Linked DNA regions of Mus musculus: region 1 is linked to region 2. A link is a contact called in public HiChIP or PLAC-seq data. All regions are on one chromosome and are shown on one strand. The core of a region is the stretch at or near the end of the contact, and the rest is flanking DNA. Distances in the headings are between cores, read along the strand shown. Region 1 overlaps Arhgef4 (Rho guanine nucleotide exchange factor (GEF) 4). Region 2 holds the start of Arhgef4 (Rho guanine nucleotide exchange factor (GEF) 4).

The links. HiChIP or PLAC-seq counts read pairs in DNA pulled down with a chosen protein or histone mark.
Region 1: a contact with region 2 is called in an H3K4me3 HiChIP or PLAC-seq map of neural progenitor cells, with 2.2 times the contacts expected there. The contact joins the enhancer-like site here to the promoter of Arhgef4 in region 2. A contact is called at or near these places in 1 of 39 promoter capture datasets (embryonic stem cells), 2 of 484 Hi-C or Micro-C datasets (brain and neural progenitor cells), 5 of 115 datasets of contacts at active chromatin or transcription factors (embryonic hindbrain, embryonic stem cells, neural progenitor cells and 1 more) and 3 of 9 other capture datasets (embryonic stem cells, liver and pancreatic islet).

The regions. Positions count from the first base shown.
Region 1 is chr1:34,718,791-34,721,929 of GRCm38.p6, forward strand. Arhgef4 (Rho guanine nucleotide exchange factor (GEF) 4) reads left to right here. Exons shown (of 14, transcript NM_001368773.1): 2 at 2,914-3,139. Among named protein-coding and RNA genes, the nearest start is that of Gm32920, 31 kb to the left of the region's middle. Within about 2 kb of position 1,396, at least 19 of the 459 cell types and tissues checked have an H3K27ac peak or open chromatin away from gene starts, as enhancers often do. A contact at or near this core is called in neural progenitor cells, where this site is marked.
Region 2 is chr1:34,676,471-34,679,572 of GRCm38.p6, forward strand. It overlaps Arhgef4 (Rho guanine nucleotide exchange factor (GEF) 4), which reads left to right and starts at 1,712. Exons shown (of 14, transcript NM_001368773.1): 1 at 1,712-1,792. The coding sequence starts at 1,754.

The DNA of each region.
Region 1 (3,139 bases), core at 146-2,645, 42 kb after region 2:
CGGGGTGAGTCTGATCCCCTGCTTTCTCAGCAAGCACCCTACCCTCTAAGTCATTTCCATATCCTCCCTGAATAGCATCACTCTTAATGTCCCCTTTCTTACCCCAGCTCCTCCCGGCCTTGCCACACATCTGAAGGTGTGTAATTCATGCTTCCTGATTTTCTACCTCAGTTCAAAGCATTGCACATCATCAGTTTGGGTGTTTGTTAGTTTCCTTTTCCCAACTATGGAGAATTAAAAGCAATTTTACTTTAAGAAATCTCTTCCATCAACTCCTGGGGAGCTGGAGAGATGGCTCAGTTCAGGTCCTCAGAACCCACGTTAAAAGCCTGGCTATAGTGTTCTCCTGTAACTCCGGCAATAGTGACATGGGCAGTGGAAATGGGTGGACCACCAGAGCTCACTACTCACTGGCAAAGTTGTAGGCCAATGAAAGACCCTGTCTCAAGCAAAACGTAGATGAGACCTGAAGAATCATCTCCCAAGACTGTCCTCAGAACTCCATAGTTGTATCATGCATACATGTGCAACGCGCGCGCGTGCGCGCACACACACACACACACACATCCTGGGGAAACCATACTTGGAAAGGGTACAAAATTTGAGTTGTCTTGACTAGATTCGGGAACAAGTGGCTATGCCCATAGCCTGGGGGATGAGGGAAATTTTGATGGCTGAATAATATAACCTCACAGTTGAGGCTACTGCATGTACTGAGAAATGCTAACAGGCATGCATAGATTGAGAACATCACTACATGGTGCCAACTACAAAATTTATGCTTGAGAACCATGTAGTCCAGTTATATTTAAACACACCCCCCCCCACGTTTTGTGTTAGGCTGCATTCATGGCTATGATGGGCCTTATGTGTTGGATAGGGTTCACACCAAAGGGAAGAAGCCAGACCACAAAAGACATACTGCAGAATTTGCCCAAGTCAAACTTCAGGCAGATAACTCAAGACTAAGAGATATCAAGATCCCTGACCCTGGGAAGGACCAGGAGGTAGGGCACATTGCCTGGAAGGGACAGGGACCTTTAAGGGGACATAGAAATAGATTTTTGCAGGTGGGTACCTTTTTTTTTTTTTATAACTCAGATCTGTACTCTTTAAATGGATGCAAGGGAATTCATGGCTGAAACAGTGGATTAAGAAATGTATAAGCTGGTCACCGGGGCACATGTCTTATCTCAGCACTCACTGGAGACAAAGGCAGGTGGGTCTCTGTGTTTGGGATCAGCCCGCTCTACAGAGTGAGTTCCAAGCCAGCAAAGGCTATATAATGAAACCTTGTCTTAAAAAAAGAAAAGTGTAGCTAGAGGGCTGGCACAGTGCTTCCTTTGTAAACAAGAGGGCCTGGGTTTGACTCTGCAGAATCACACAAAAGCCAAGTGCGGTGGGCAAAGAGGGCTGCTTCAAGACTTCCAAGGCAAGGCCAGCTGGCTTAGCCTACTTGGTGAAGTTCTAGGCCAATTAGAGACTCTGTCTCAAACAAAAAGGCAAGCAATGCCAGGCCTTCGTGGCTCCCAGATGTGGTTGATACAGTTTCTGCCTCGTTCCCTTAAGTTGCCTTGAGCATACATAGCATCCCGTGTCTGCAGTCTCAGGACTCTCTGGACTCCCCTTGTTTCCTTTCCTGCCTCTGGCCATGGGAGCTCAAGACAAATTCAAAGAGTGAGAGCATTTACTGTAAACTACTGGGCTGCACAAGAACAGACAGAGGCGAGGGCAGACAAGTACTCATCTGCCTCTTCTTGCTGGATACCTCACAGAAGGGCAGGCACTCCTCGCCGTGACTCATACAGCACACTCGTGTGTACTTCAACTGCTCTTGCATGCATGGCCTGTTCTGCCTTTTGATGGCTTTGTTTTAACTTGTATGACATTTTCTCCCCATGGTTTGGGTTTCTTTTCATTGCTTTTCCCTTTTTCATCTTTATGTATATATGTGCGTATAGGTGTGTGTGTGTGTATGCATGGATGGGTATGTATGTGTGTGGTGTATATATGCTTATGCATTTGTATGCTTGTGTTTGTGTGTGTGAATGTGAGTGTGTATATGCATGAGTGTATGTGTGTGAGTGTGTGTACATATGTGTGGAAGGATATGTATGGGTATGTGTGGTGTATGTTCATGTGTGGGTGTCATATTTTTATTTGTATGTTTGTGTGCATGTGTGTGCAATGATTGTTCATGTTTGTATACTTGTGTCTTCATGTGTGTGTCATATTTGTATTTGTATGTTCGTGTGTGTGTGAGTGTGTATGCATATGTGTGTGGAGGGATATATGGGTAAATATGTGTGGTGTATGTTCATATTTGTATTTGTATGTTCATGTGTGTGTCATATTTCTATTTGTTTGTTCGTGTGTGTGTGTGTGTGTGTGTGTGCAGTAATTGTTCACATCTGTGTATTTGTGTGTTCATATGTGTGTGGGGGTATATATGTACCAGAGTATGCATGTAGAAGTCAGATGACAACCTTGATTGTCAGTCCTCGATTTCCGCCTTGAGATCAAGTCTCTCTTATTTATTGCTGCCGACACCTAGTTAGCTAATCCTCGAGCCTCTAGCTATGCTCCTGTCTCTGCCTTCCACCTTGTCATAGGAGTGCTGGGATTACAGATTTGAGCTACTGCACGTGGTTTTATTTCAGTCCCAGAGATCCAAACTAAGGCTGTCAGGCTTGCATGGCATGCTCTGCACAACGAGGCAAGGTCTCTGCCCTCTGTGCTTGTTTCCTGTGTTAATGCAAGGTAGCTCGTGGTCCTTTGCTTCCTTCCTGGGGCTATCTGGGAAGTGATGAAGGGCATTTTCTTCCTATGAAAGAAAGGTGTGCATAATGGTATAAATGTGCTTGCTGACGTCCTGGGAACTTTCCTCTGATTCTTCTCTTCTTGCCCTTCTAGACTCCAGAGCCAGGTGTGCCCCCTCCAGGTGAGGAAGAGTGTGAAGACAACCAGCTCCACCCAGGCCCTGCAGACTCGGAGGAACAGGAAACAAACCCCGAGGACTTGGAGACACTGTCCCATAAGAGCGAAAGTCGATCCGGATCCGATACAAAAACAGATCCCTTTGAAAGTGCTTCTGAGGCGGAGTCCCTCCCGGGTGACCTCACTGGTGGAGTTGGCCTCT
Region 2 (3,102 bases), core at 462-2,961:
TCCCCATGGAAACTTGCAACAGTGGATTGCTTCCTCTCTAGGCAGTGGTTCCCTCCCATGTGAAGAACACAGATTCAGGGGCAGTGTCCAAGACTAAATACACAGAGCCCACCCAGTCAAGAGTCCAGTTCTGAACACGGACTCTTTTCTCGCACTATCATGTGACTCAGGGATATGCGTCTATCAAGTTGGATAGCACAGAGGGTGACAGATTCGGTCCCTCCATACAATGTCCAGGTGCTTCTCTGAAGTAATTGACCCCACTGGGTTCTAGCCATTTATCTTTCAACCAGGCCTAGGCTGGCTGCCCTGGGCATCTGAAAGGAAGTGGAGAAGCAGATGCTGTTTGAACATAGGAGAAATATACTACACTCCAACTGTCACCTAGGTAATATGCTAATGATCACTGGGGTAGGACTTCAGTGAGGGATGCAGGCTTGGGCTGTGAGGGATGCAGTGAGGGATGCCCAGAGCCAGTGTGGACAGATGCTCAACCTTCATGGGATGCTTGATCCCATCAAATGCAGTACAATGCTCACAAACTCTTGCCTCTGTACTTCTGCAGAAATTTAGAATACTCTATTTCTGTTTTACAACTATTTTTTTAAAAAAAATGGTGTGTGTGTGTGTGTGTGTGTGTGTAGGTTTGAGTGTGTTAAAGCTGCGTTTATATAAAGATGACTATAACTCAGGTTGGCCTCACTGGAACTGTTATTAACATTTTCTTTTTGTGTTATGAAATTATAACTAGGGGCCAGGGAGATGGCTCGGTTGTTAAGAGAACTTGATGTACAAGTGAGAGGATTTGAGTTTGGATCCCAGCCCCCACATAAAAATCGGGGTGTGGCCACGCCTGCCCATAACTCCTTTCCTGAGTCAGAGGAACCTGGCAGAGATAGGATGGAGAGCTGGGCTTGACAGCCAGCCAGTCAGCCATTCCAGCAGAAAAACCAGCCCCATACGCAGTGAGAGATTGTCTCCAAGGGGAAAGTCGGGAAGCAAAAGCCAAGTCCCGGAACATCCTCCTGTGGTGTGCATATGCTTGTGCACAAACACACAAATGAACCTAAAAAACTGATGACTCGTCAAAAACGGGACTCTAGAGCCCCTGTGTCCTGGTCACCTGCTTCTGTCTCACCACGCTGCGCCAGCTTCCAGGACTCTCCTCACCTTTCCTCCAGTCACATCTATCAGAGAACAACTGGAAAGGCGGGGAAAGGGGAGCAAGAAGTGGGCTCTGGGTCAAGACTTAGTTAGGTACAGGGGTTTGAGTCCACAATTGCCCAGTTCTAGCTTTGTGAGTACAGACTGCGCGCAGCTTCTGTTTCCTCAACTACTAAAGTATTGCGTTAACGTCTTGAAGGTTCTCAACGCTTGACTAAGCTGTGAGGTGGAAAGGGAGGTGGCTGCTTCCAATAGGACCACGGTCAGGCACTAGTCATAGGACTGTGTGCCAGACAGACCTAGGGGATCAAAGGGTGGAGGTAAGCGTGCCAGTGAGCCGCAGATAGACCGCTGTGGATCCACTTGCCCTTTTCTTACTTAGACTACGCTCAGATTCCTAGTGGGCAGGCGGGACCAGTGTTTGGACAAGTCCCTGCGGACTCGCACGTGCCCGGCGTGGCCCGGTTGCGGAGGCGGGGCTCCTCGGCGGTCCAGGGCAGACCATGGGGCGGGGCGCGGGGTGGCGTCCGGAGCTCGGCTCGCCAGCGCAGTCAGGAGCAGCGGGTGGCCGTAGTGCCCGGGCAGCACCATGCTCGGTGTGGTGCACTTCCTTCGCAGCTTCTTTAAGGTGAGAGACGTGGTCCCGGGGATTCAAAACCGGGTTTGCTTGCAGAGTTTTGCTGGGGTTGCTGAAGGGGCAGCCGCGCACGCCGCTGCGCCCTGGGCTGTTTGTGGGTGCCTAAGAGGTACCCAAGAACGATCCGCGCGGCAGTCGCAGCTTCTCGATGGATGTGCTGGATCTGGAGGTGGTGGCCTGCCCGAGTGTGGCCTTGGGGACTGCGGGGACGGGGGGAGAAAGAGGCGCACAGGGGATTATAGGCTCCGGGGAGGGGGAAAGTGGACTTGACCGAGGCTGGAGAGACTGGTGAGAGCCCGGGCACTCCTGGGTTTCTCCCAGTCTTGGCTGGGTAGCTGGGCAGCTGGAGCTACCCAGGAAGTGGTTGCTATTGTAGTTACCTGGATATATCAGAGGGAGAATCTCGGTTGGGGCACCTTCGTGAACAAGTGCCTAAGACTCCGTACCGGAATCGGAACTTAGTAGAAGAGCTGAGTCCTTGACTGGGGTCGGTCGATCGTGGAGACCCCACTATACTGGGATGCTACCACGTCTCTTAACCACACAGGGATCTTGGGGTGGGCAGCCGGCTGCAGGGTACTGGCAGAGGGGTAGCTGGTTGCAGGTTGCCAAGTCCCACCTCTCCAAGTGAGCAGTGTGGGAGGTGGGAATGTGACCTGACTTTAGGACCAAGGCTTCAAGAATCCGGAAGTGTCAGCTGGAGGCCAGCAGGAGGAAGCGCAGGGAAAGGCTGGCAGGTGATGGCTGCGGGTGAGGCAGAGTCTTCTGGTCCTGAGAGCTCTGAGCCGGGGGTGGGGGTGGGGTGGGGGTGGGGGTGAGCAGGTGACCCAGACCCATACGGGATAGAAGGAACTCTGCCTGACCTCAGCCTTTGCCTCTGCCATTTGGAAGGCCTGCCTACCTGTAACCACCTTAGTGGTTACAATACAACCATAGAGGAAGAGAATGAGGGATGGGGAGAGGGGACTTTCTGGGGCTCCGCATCGAGGTGGGGGAAGGGCGAGCATGCCTGGCTCGCTGTTTTGTGCTGTTCAGACTCTTGGAATGATGACCCTGCCACAGAATCCCAAGCTATACGGTGGATCTTGGAATAATCATTTAAGCACTTTGGGGTTTGTTTTCCTGTTTGGAAAAGTGTGGTTAATTCGTTTTGTTCCTTTCGGGTGAGGGTCTTAAGGCAACAGGTGGGTGGAGTTTTTGTGAGCTGGGGACCTTGGTTCTTCCTCAGTTATGACTGTAGGTAACAGTAAGCAACGGGTGACTTAGGTCACAAGTCAGCTAGACAGAATCTCCAGGTCTTG